Regions from separate parts of the Sus scrofa genome. Here region 1 is linked to region 2. Evidence: chromatin contacts called from public HiChIP or PLAC-seq data. All regions are on one chromosome and are shown on one strand. The core of a region is the stretch at or near the end of the contact, and the rest is flanking DNA. Distances in the headings are between cores, read along the strand shown. Region 1 overlaps DAG1 (dystroglycan). Region 2 holds the start of DAG1 (dystroglycan).

Region 1 (5,576 bases), core at 1,299-3,798, 34 kb after region 2:
CTCACAGGTGGTAATTTTTTTCCCACATGTTTTTACTTTGAAATCTCTTGCTGTGTATGTGACCCTGGACTCTTGGGGGTTCCCGAGCTCCCTAATGGTGTCTTCGCCAGGCTGCCCCGACATCTCTGGTGATACTCCTATGGCGCACAGGCCAGGTAGGAACTTGGTCTCATGTAATGGAAACCTTATATGCCTCCTGAGCTATGAACAGTTTTAGGATGATACCTTGCATTGTCCCCAGAGATTTGACTCAACACCTTCCTCATCTGACACTAAGAAGTGAAAAAGGCCTGTTTTAAACTCAAAACAGAGAAATCTGCCTGTCTTTTTGGTATTTGAAGCCCAAATAAGCAATGACTTCACACTATTGTTTTCCATTGTGTTGAGTACATCCTGTTGGCCATCAGATTGAACAGTTTTAAACTGATTAACCCTCTAGAATTTTTATATTAATATTAGACTGACATTTAATATTTAATTTTAACTTCTGAGTGTCTGGACAAAAGCCTTTTTGTTAGATGCAACATAAAGTGGTTGTTTAAGATTATTTATTTTGACTTTTCCAAAACCACTTAAAGCAAGCTTATGGAATTTTGTTATTTTTGGTTTGGCTATAAAAAGAAAATCCCATTTTCCTTAAACGTTTCAATTACCATGGTGAATGGCAGCAGTTTGACAGTTTTAAGTACTATTTTTAGTTTATATAGCTATTGGAGATTAGTAGTTCCTCCAAATGGTGGGGTGGGCTGCCTCTGCCTTATTTTGTATGGTTAATAATGGGTTGAATCTCACAACTTTTCCTTCATTCTTGGTAAAAACTAGTAGGGAGCCATTCTTTCAGAGTTTTTTTTTTTTTTTATCTTTTTTTTTGCCATTTCTTGAGCTGTTCCCACGGCATATGGAGGTTCCCAGGCTAGGGGTTGAATCAGAGCTGTAGCTGCTGGCCTACACCAGAGCCACAGCAACACGGGATCCGAGCCGCATCTGCAACCTACACCACAGCTCACAGCAATGCTGGATCCTTAACCCACTGAGCAAGGCCAGGGATCGAACCCTCAACCTCATGGTTCCTAGTCGGATTCGTTAACCACTGAGCCACGATGGGAACTCCTCAGAGTTTTTATAGTTAAGACATTTTAAAGTTTCATTCCCTGTGGGTTTTTCTGCAAATGGGGAAATGATAAGTTTACTATGAATTGAGTTAGTACCATGTATACATTTGTTCCTTGTGTTTTTTGAGTGGAAAAAGTATTTGTCGACTGAGCCTCCTTTGCACGTGTGGCACTCATAACCTCTGGGAGGTAGCCTTAGTGGAACAGAGCTGTTTCTTTCTTGGGGCTGGAATTCCAGAGGAATCCTCTATTTCTCAGGGACCCAAGGTTGTGTGGATAGGGTAGGGTTGCAGATCCTTGTGTCTCCTGTTGTGGTCGAATAGAGATACATATGCAGTGGGGGCGGGGGAGAGAAACAGATACAGACACCACTCACACAGCATATGCTTCGTTTGCTGATAGATAGGGATTAGTATGGGTGACAGGAAGATGGCCAGAAGGATTCTGCTGAACTCTTTCTCAAGTATCTGGGATCCTTGCCTGTCACTGCGTAATGCTTTTGATTCCTTAGTTGTGTCCTTACTGACTGATCTGGTAAACTTTATTTATTTATTTGTTTTGATCTGGTAAAGTTTAAATATACCTACTTCTAGGGCAGATTTTTATGTTTTGTTTTACAAAGAATACCACCTTTTAGGCATTGCTGAAAAGTTCACTTTTTATTTCTGCCTCATTGTCACAATTGGAGAAAATAAGTACACCCATTTTTCACACAGTGTGCCGTGGCTGTTGAGCTTGTGTTCAGACTGCGTGGAGTTTCACCAAGGCTCCGGGAAGGTCCTTCTTCACAGAGTTGGATTTTGCTGGGGTTTGGAGCAGTGCTGAGCTCAGTCTTAGTGGTGGGAATTGCCACTGAGGAATGAAGTACCCATTCCCACTACCTATTTTCTCAGTAGAAGAGCTTTGGCAGCTTTTTATAGCTGGAGAGGGGCAAGTTCAGCTGAGATGTATTCTTGGGCTACCCTTGAGTCCCTCTGATGTGGCAGAGGGTAATGTGAGTGTGCATGTGTAGTGTTTAAAATGAATGGCTGTGTCAGGAAGACTGGGCGACTCTGGTTGTAGTTTCTTCAGTTCATGTTCCGGCCACAGGCTGTGTGTGACCATACTTGAGTGTTACCTCTCTTTAGGCCTTGGTTCTGAGAAATGAGGAGGAGAATCTCCATAGAGCCTCCATCTCTAGATGACCAAGGGTATGAGTGTGAGACTGTGTAAAAGACTTCCAGGATGTGCGAATTCTGGTGTTTGGATGTAGCCTGACGGTCTCCTAGCACAGGGACCCTGCTTATAGGAAGCCACTATCAGAAGGATTTGGCAATCTGTAAAAAAGACCTTTTCTTCCCAGAATATGGAAAACCAACACATAGCAGTTGGAGTTGTGCCCTGGACATTGCCTGCTTGCTAAATGCAGAGCACTTAGTCATGCCCATGAAACAGATACCCTGTGTTGTCATATGTCCATAGATAGCAGATTGAGCTTATGAGCCTGGTAGGACAGGGTGTGTCTCATACTGTTGCTGTTTTCAAATAAGCTGAGATTTTTTTTTTTTTTTTTTTTTTTGTCTTTTTGCCATTTCTAGGGCCGCTCCCTTGGCATATGGAGGTTCCCAGGCTAGGGGTCTAATCAGAGCTGTAGCTGCCAGCCTACACCATAGCCACAGCAACACGGGATCCAAGCCACGTCTGCAGCCTACACCACAGCTCACCGCAACGCCAGATCCTTAACCCACTGAGCAAGGCCAGGGATCGAACCCACAACCTCATGGTTCCTAGTCGGATTCATTAACCATTGAGCCACGACGGGAACTCCAAGCTGAGAATTTTTAAATGGAGTATCATATTGGGAAGGTAAAAGATCTACTGAGTCTAATAGTAGAAAAAAAGTAAGTACACAAAAGAGTAAAGACCTGGGAAGAAGATTTTTTTTTTATCTTGCCTTTTCTAGGGCTGCTTCCCGCGGCATATGGAGGTTCCCAGGCTAAGGGTCTAATCGGAGCTGCAGCCACCGGCCTACACCAGAGCCACAGCAATGCGGGATCCAAGCCGCATCTGCAGCCTACACCACAGCTCACGGCAACGCCGGATCGTTAACCCACTGAGCAAGGGCAGGGACCAAACCCACAACCTCATAGTTCCTAGTTGGATTCGTTAACCACTGCACCACGACGGGAACTCCCCATGGGAAGAAGATTTAAAAAGAAAAGTTGGGAGTTCCCTTTGTGCTGCAGTGGGATTGGCACCGTTTCTGCAGTGCCAGGAAGCATGTTTGATCTCCAGCCTGGCACAGTGTGTTAAAGGTGATGTGGGCACCATGAGATAGAGGTGGACAGAGATAGGGGTGATGGATAAGGTAGAGTTAGGGCAGTGTAAGAGCTCTATAGGCTGGGATTTGGAATTTAGATGCCATTCAGAATACACCAGACACATATTTGAGGATAGGGTTTTCCAGTCTTGAGAAGACAGTGCAAAAGACACAGAGAGGTGAGATAGAGCAGGAGGTGCTAGCTGTTTTATAACTTGTATTATTTTGAGATCACAAGACTTAGACAAACTCTAAGCTCTTTGCCTTCGTGTACTACAGGTACTTGGCAGAGGACCTGGATTAGCAATATTACACAACCTGAGTATTTGCTACCCAGACTTGTCATACCTTAATGTTCTTCTGTGTTTTTGTTTGTTTGTTTGTTTTGTGAGATCCTATTTTAGGAAGTGAAGCAGTTATAAATTTGGAGATCCTTATGAACCTTTCCTTTTTCCTTTGCCTTCTCTTCCTAGACTGACCATTATCCTCAATTTTGTATTTATGATTGCATGTGTGATTTTATTTATTATATTTAAATGAATCTATAAATAGTATATAAACATTTTACATAAATGGTATTAATATCTTTATGCAGTGGCTCTTTTTGCTAAATGTGTTTTGAGATTTATCTATTTCAGTTCTTGTAATTTTGGTTGATTTTAATTGTCCTACAGAGTTCCATGAAGTGAGTGTACCACAGCCTGTTGGTGCTTTCTCCCACCGATGAACCTTGGAGTCATTTCCAGCTTTCCACTGTTGCAATGAATGTACTTGCTCTAGCTCTCCTTGTAGTGTGCACATTCCTCTGGGTGTGTGCTAAGGAATGGAAGGGCCCAGCAGGGTTGGTCAGTCCTCTCCAGGTGATTGGACAATCCTACACTCGCCAGTAGCTATGCAACTCCTTTTCCTCAGTGATGTCACATTTCAGCATTTTTGCCTATTCTGATTGTTATGGCGAGTTTTTTCATGTTGCTTTAGTTTTCTTTTCCCCGATTACTAGTGAAGTTGAAGGTCTTTTTGAATGTTTATTGCTCTTCAGATTTTCTTTGTTATCTCTCTGTCTTCAACCCGTTGTTATTTTGGGGAGGTACTTGATATATTTTGATAGGAATCCTTCAGCCGTGCTATGCACTTAAAAGCTGTCTCCTAGGCTGTGGTTGGTCCTTTTTACTTTCTTTTTTTTTTTTTTTTTTTTTTTTTTTTGTCTTTTTGTCTTTTGTTGTTGCTATTTCTTGGGCCGCTCCCGTGGCATATGGAGGTTCCCAGGCTAGGAGTTGAATCGGAGCTGTAGCCACCGGCCTACACCAGAGCCACAGCAACGCGGGATCCGAGCCGCGTCTGCAACCTACACCACAGCTCACGGCAACGCCGGATCATTAACCCACTGAGCAAGGGCAGGGACCGAACCCACAACCTCATGGTTCCTAGTCGGATTCGTTAACCACTGCGCCACGACGGGAACTCCCCTTTTTACTTTCTATATAATGGCATCCTTTATTGAATAGAAACCTAAAATTCCAATTCAAATTTACCTTTTTTTTAGGTTCAGCTTTTTTTTTGAGATAATTGTGGATTTACAGGCAGTTGTTAAACAGTAATACAGAGAAGTCTTGTCTACCTGTTACCCAGTTTCTCCTCATAACAACATCTTAAATCATAGTACAGTATCACAGCCAGGGTAGTGACAGTGATACAGTCAAAACACAAAACATTTTCTCACAGCAAGGATCTGTTATGTTGCGCTTTCGTAGCCACATCTAGTTCCCTCATGTCCTAGCTCTCTAACTCCTGGCAACCACTAATCTGTTTTCTGGTTTCTATAATTTGTCACTTCAAGAATGTTATGTAAATGAAATCATAAAGTATATAACCTTTGGGGAGTAACATTTTTCACTCGGCATAATTCTCTTGAGATTCATCCAAATTGTTGAGCGTATCAGTAGTTCATTCTGTTTTATTGCTCGTTAGTATCGCATGGTATGGATGTACCACAGTTTGTTTAATCATTCATCCATTGAAGGACGTCTGGGTTGTGCCATTTGTTGAAAAAACTCTTCCCCCCGCCCCACTTAACTGCTTTGTACCCTTGTCAAAAATCAGTTTAGCATTCTTGTTTAGGCTTATTTCTAGATTCTCTATTCTATTCCATTGATTTATGTGTTTGT
Region 2 (6,127 bases), core at 2,167-4,666:
TCAGCAGAGAGGTGACTTTTAACTCTGTGACCAACCCTCATCCTTGCTGTGAAGTTACTGTCCCCACAGGACTGTATGTATATTCCTGGAGGGCCAGGTGTAAAAGCAGTCACCTGACTGATGAGAGGAAGGCCCTCTGTCAGACATGTATGAAGGGGTCTGGTGGAAGTGTTGGAGGGGAGGGCCCTGCAGGGGAACGAACTGACTTCTGGGAAGGCTGGTGGTGACCCACAAACACGCCTACTGGCAGTTTCTCCCGGATGAATTTATCAGCCCTTTCTTTCTTCCAGAGTTGCTGGACAATCTGCCTTCTGTTAAATCCAGACAAAAGGGACCCCTCCCTTCCCCTGATTTGGCTGGCCCTGCTTCCCAGGGCCTGAGGCAGACCTGCAGGTCTGGCATTTGGGTCTGGATCCTCCACCCTCAGCCAGCACTGACTCCTGCCCCTCACCATCAGGCCTTGGGGAGGATCAGCCACAGGAGCCTCCCTCCCTCTGGAAGTGTCTGAGGCTGGGCACTGGCCCTTGGTCCTCAGTTCCTTGGGAACATGCTAGAATAAAAGAGCTCTGGAATCCTAGGACCAGAAGAAAGTTTGGTCCATGTAGGTCTCTGCTGGATTTCATGAGCTAGAGCCAAGGCCTTAGCTTAAACCACATCAGCCCCAAGTAAACACTGGGATGTTTGCCTTGGGCCTTGCACAGGGCTTAGACTCTTGGGGATAACTGTCAACCAAGAAGTGAGGTAGGCAGCACTCCCTGATGCCTTCCTTCCAAACAGAAATTGTGCCTCTATTATGTGCATGCTATTAGGTGATTGTTGCAATATGGGATTAAGCAGGTGCACATATCTAGCCTCAAGGGCTCATACTCTAGTTGGGAAGACAAACCTTAATCTGAGAATCTTCCTGAAGCCTCTAGCTGGGGGTCTAAGTGGAGGGTGGAGGAAGCACCAGAGGCTAAATGGCCAGAAGAGTTGAGGGCTGAGCATCCTACCCGAATAGCCTCATTCTTGGCCTCTTGATCAGTGCCCACCTGGGCCCATACCACATGGGCCCTTGGGGCAGCTGTTCTTGGATGTGCCCTGGGCCTCACTCTTAGCTGCAAGCACCAAGCCTGAACTAGGGTGGCCTAGGCCCTGTGGGGTTGCAAAATAGCTCCCAAGGGCGAGTAGCTGTGGACCTAGTGCTAAGCCCTAGGGTGGGGTGTGCAGTTTTCTACAAAGGGAAAGTCTTCAACTCTCAGGACTATAGGGAGTAACAGTACCTTGCATTCACAGCCCCATCCAGCCTTGGCGTACATGGAGATGGCCACCTCCCTCTTTACTCTGCTATGCATTCCATGGGAACGGTTGGGCTCCAGTAGTGGCTTGTTAGGCCCCAAAAGGCTGGTCCAACTCTGGCCATTCAGGCCTCTTGCCTTCTAGGGCCTGAAGGAACAGAGGGTTGTGGAAACCCCAATTCTAGACAAAAAAGGAAGCCACCAATGAGGCCCAGAACTCACAGTTGTTCTGGCCTGGGAGGGAAGTGCCAAGGCTGGAAGGTTGCAGGAGCAGGTGAGCATTGGGGCCAGCCTGAGGCTCAGACCATAGCATCTCCAATTGAGTCCCAAACCTAGAGAGGCAGAGACTGGAAGGATTTTGCTGTGAGAGCTTCAGGCAAACTCTGGTTTTTGCTCCCCTCCTCCTAGGACTAAGAAGATCCTACCCCACCTTTTGGCACTAAGTAGTTGAGGTAAAGACCTTCCCTTAGCTAGAGCTCTAGGGAAGCTTGGGCATGTGGTGCTGGGTCCCTGGAGGCCAGATTGAGGCATGGTGTCTCATCTAGCAAGACCAATGCCAAAAATGAAGGGGAGTCACTCTAGCATCCATGGATGGTCAATGAGGACTAAAGAGCAGTAGCTTCTGTGTAGATGGTAAGAAGGATGAGGTCTGTGCTCACTGCTGTCTTTTGTTTTGGAAGAACATTTACATATAATTGTACAGTCAGACACTAAAATCCCCAGCAGAATTTAGGGCTGCAAAGCAGTGTCTGGTGTATGTTTGGGGGAGGGGAGGACACGCTGTAAGTTGAAGGAGTGAATGAAAGAATGTATTTTGTTTAGAAACTCATAATTTTCTGCATTTTTAGCCTTTTCAAAGAAGCTAAATTTCAGAGCTGGATTTTTTTTTTTTTTTTTTTTTTGTCTTTTGTCTTTTTGTTGTTGTTGTTGTTGTTGCTATTTCTTGGGCTGCTCCCTCGGCATATGGAGATTCCCAGGCTAGGGGTTGAATCGGAGCTGTAGCCACCGGCCTACGCCAGAGCCACAGCAACGCGGGATCCGAGCCGCGTCTGCAACCTACACCACAGCTCACGGCAACGCCGGATCGTTAACCCACTGAGCAAGGGCAGGGACCGAACCCGCAACCTCATGGTTCCTAGTCGGATTCGTTAACCACTGCACCACGACGGGAACTCCCAGAGCTGGATTTTTTAAAGTTTTAATATCTAAAGAATGATTTGGGGATTTTCCTTAGTCTTTTTTTTTTTTTTTTTTGTCTTTTTGCCATTTCTTGGGCCGCTCCCACGACATATGGAGGTTCCCAGGCTAGGGGTCGAATTGGAGCTGTAGCCGCCAGCCTACGCCAGAGCCACAGCAACGCGGGATCCGAGCCGTGTCTTCGACCTACACCACAGCTCATGGCAACACTGGATCGTTAGCCCACTGAGCAAGGCCAGGGATCGAACCCGCAACCTCATGGTTCCTAGTCGGATTCGTTAACCACTGCGCCACGACGGGAACTCCCCTTTTTTTTTTTTTTTTTTTTTTTGTGGATTTTCCTTAGTCTTTACTTCTTTTTCTGGTCTGTATGAAGTTTGGAGCCCATGAATTTAAGTTTAAAGAATCAAAGGGAAGGAGTTCCTATCATGGTGCAGTGGAAATGAATCTGACTAGTATCCATGAAGATGCAGGTTCGATCCCTGGTCTTGCTCAGTGGGTTGGGGATCCAGTGTTGCCATGAGCCATGGTATAGGCCACAGATGAGGCTTGGATCCCACATTGCTGTGGGTATGGTGTAGGCCAGTAGCTGCAGCTCTGATTCCACCCCTAGCTTGGGAACTTCCATATGCTAGGGTGAGGCCTAAAAAAAAATATCACAGGGAGTTCCCATTGTGGCTCAAGGGTTATGAACCTGACTAGAATCTATGAGGATGCAGGTTTGATCCCTGGCCTCATTCAGTGGGTTAAGGATCTGGTGTTGCCACAAGCTGCTGTGGAGGTTGCAGATGAGACTGGATCAGGTGTTGCTGTGGCTGTGGGGTAGTCTGGCAGCTGCAGCTCTGATTCAAACCCTTCCATATGCTGCAGTTGTGGCCCTAATAAGAAAAGTAAAAGAATCGCAAACAGGTATGTGCATTTGGGAGATGGGTCATTCTTTTTTTTTTTTTTTTGCTTTTTAGGGCCGCACTGGTGGCATATGGAAGTTCCTAGGCTAGGGGTCAAATCAGAGCTACAGCTGTCAGTCTACGCCACAGCCACAGCAATACCGGATCTGAGCCTTGTCCGTGACTATAACATGGCTCACAGTAAAGCAGGATAGCACACTCACTGATAGAACCTGCATCCTCACGGATACTAGTTGGATTCACTAGTTGGATTCGTTTCTGCTGAGCCTAAAGGGGAACTTCCGGGGCATTCATTTTTTCTCTCTCTGGAGTCTGCTTCTCCCAGTCTTTCCTAAGGAGAGGAAGAAAGCAGGGGAAACCCAGTTCCACCAGGATCCCATGAGCAACCTCTGGCAGGCAGTAGCCAATTCTGTGTTCAGAATGTAATAGCTGACAAGAGTGCGGGCCTGGAATTCCAGCCTGGCCACAGGCCCAGGAAGGGATGGACACATTCTGCACAGGGAACAGAGTCCACCACAGGTCCCATACCCCGACCCGTTGAGTAATTGTTCAGGTCTAGTAACTGAAGCATCTGAGGCCTTTGAGGTGTGGGGGGGTGGCTAGGTAAGCCCTAGGGACAGTGAGAGCGTCTGTAGGAGCCTCCCCTTTAAGGGAGACAGACCTCAGCAGTAACTACCCGCCTTTCTTCCCCCCACCCCCTGAAAGAATGCGGGCCTTGAGTGAGTGACCAGAGCCAGCGGGTCAGAGCTATTTCTGGCGCCTGAGGAGCATCGGATTCCGGGTGTTGAGGGCAGGAGGAGGGGACGAGGGTCAGGCCCGAGCCACTTCCTGGACGCCCCCGCCTGCTGGGGGCACCCGGAGAGGGGCGCGGCTCCCTGCCCTTCCGGTCCTCGCCTCAGTTTCCTCATTAGTATAGGAGGCGGGCAACCGGGCCATCATCGTTTGCAATTTAGAGGACGCTTCCTGAGTGTTTTCTTGGCTTAGAAGTACCTGATCTGCGTTAGAGAGAAATCAGCAGGGCCAAAGGCAGTCTATGGATGGCTAGTTGCGGCAGGGCCAGTCATTAAGCCTGACCACCCGGGTAGGTTGGATGATTCTCAGCGGCTCAAATGCCTGAGGTTGGGCGCGGCGCCCCTCCCCCGCTCCCAGGTCTGAGAGCTCCCCGAGACGCGGACAGCTTGGGGCGTGTTCTAGGGGCGGACTTGGCTCGCCGCGGGGCGGGATTTCCAGGATGGGGCGTGTCTTTTCGGGTGGGGGCGTGGCGGGCCAATAGGCAGAGCGACGCTGGCGCGGGCGGGGGCGGAGCCTTTGCGCGGGTGCGGCGCTCTGCGGGGCGGCCGACGCAGGCAGAAGCGGGCGTCGCGGGGACTGTCGGTCGGCGCCGCACGGAGCTGGCCGCGGGATTGGCTGCAGCACTCGCGTGTCAGGGGGTTGCTAGGCTCCGGCCGCGCGCCCCGCCCTCGCGCTCGGCGCCCTCTCACCGCTCGGTACGTGCTCGCGCTGAGGCTGCGGTGCGGCGCTCGCGCTCCTTGGGCTCGGCGGCGGCGGCGCGGCAGCGGCAGCGGCAGCGGCAGCGGCAGCATTGCTCCGAGTCCCCGGGGAGAGGCGACGGAGTCTTGCGGCCCGGAAGAGCGAGCACCTGCTGCAGCCCACTAGCCGGGGCTCGGTGAGTGCGCCGCCGGTCCCCCGCCGCCGTCCTAGCCTTCCGAGGAACACCTGCTGCTGCTCGCTGTTTGGCCCGGGGCGGCGACACGGTCGCGGACGTCCTTGCGGGTGAGGCGGCGGCTCGGCTGGGGTAGAGCCATCCCGTTGTTCTCGGCCCTTCAGGCCAAGGCTGGGGGCGTCCGACGTCCGGGCCCAGGCTGCGCGCCGCGGTGATGGGCCAGGCCTCAGCCCGGAATGCGCTCGCGGGAGCGAGGGGCCTGCGCGTCGGCCGCGGGCGTGTACGACCTGCGGACTGCCTCCCGGGCTTCCACAGAGGGTCGCGCGGCCCAGTTTGGCCAGAGCCAGAGAATGGGGCGTTGAGCCCCCGCGGGAGGCAGGGAAGAGTGCCACAGCTGCTGGGTCTTGGAGCACTCAGAGCTCTGGGGTCACCCGTCCACACACGTATACACTTGGGTTTCTTCGGAAGCCTGCTACTACCTTTTCGTCTTTTTATTAGGTATTGGAAAACCGTATTCTCCCGCGGGTATATTTGGAAAATGTCTTCAGAGAAAATGCTCTCTCGGTTTAGAATCCTTTTGCCATAAATTCCAAGTTAATTTCATACAAACAACTACTAATTTAAAATGCATATTTTAGTCTCTGTGACTTGAGAAGCTCTTAGGTTTGTGAACTTAGTTCAGAACCAGTTTTAATGGTGACCATGCATGAAGTTTTGCTTTGGCGAGAGCTGCAGCCTGGGACAGCTCGGTTATAGCCTAGAGTTCTAAGTTAAGAGTAGGGCCTGCTGTTTCCTTAAATAAGCAAGCAGGCATGGTTCCTGGCATGGAAGCCAGACTCTGTGCAGGGAGGGTGGTGTTTATAGGACATAAGTCCAGATAAAGAAGAGTTGGATGTGCTACCAGGTGTTTTGAAGTTTGGTGTAGATGGGATGTTATAACTTTATCAAGTTGTTCTGTGCTTAGTGTTCGGAGACATAATTTTGGAATGTCCCCTTTTAAAAAAGAATTCAACATTGGAGGCATAGTGTGAATATGGAGAAGCTGAATTAAACTTGGTTTGCCTTGGAGTCTAGGAATAAGA

What was found. HiChIP or PLAC-seq counts read pairs in DNA pulled down with a chosen protein or histone mark.
Region 1: an H3K27ac HiChIP or PLAC-seq map of skeletal muscle shows a contact between it and region 2. The contact joins the enhancer-like site here to the promoter of DAG1 in region 2. A contact is called at or near these places in 9 of 47 Hi-C or Micro-C datasets (adipocytes, embryonic fibroblasts, heart right ventricle and 3 more) and 2 of 2 datasets of contacts at active chromatin or transcription factors (alveolar macrophages and skeletal muscle).

The regions. Positions count from the first base shown.
Region 1 is chr13:32,059,728-32,065,303 of Sscrofa11.1, forward strand. The region is part of intron 1 of DAG1 (dystroglycan); the gene reads left to right. Among named protein-coding and RNA genes, the nearest start is that of DAG1, 34 kb to the left of the region's middle. Within about 2 kb of position 2,549, at least 11 of the 83 cell types and tissues checked have an H3K27ac peak or open chromatin away from gene starts, as enhancers often do. A contact at or near this core is called in alveolar macrophages, embryonic fibroblasts and skeletal muscle, where this site is marked.
Region 2 is chr13:32,024,603-32,030,729 of Sscrofa11.1, forward strand. DAG1 (dystroglycan) reads left to right here and starts at 3,417. Exons shown (of 3, transcript XM_021068744.1): 1 at 3,417-4,463.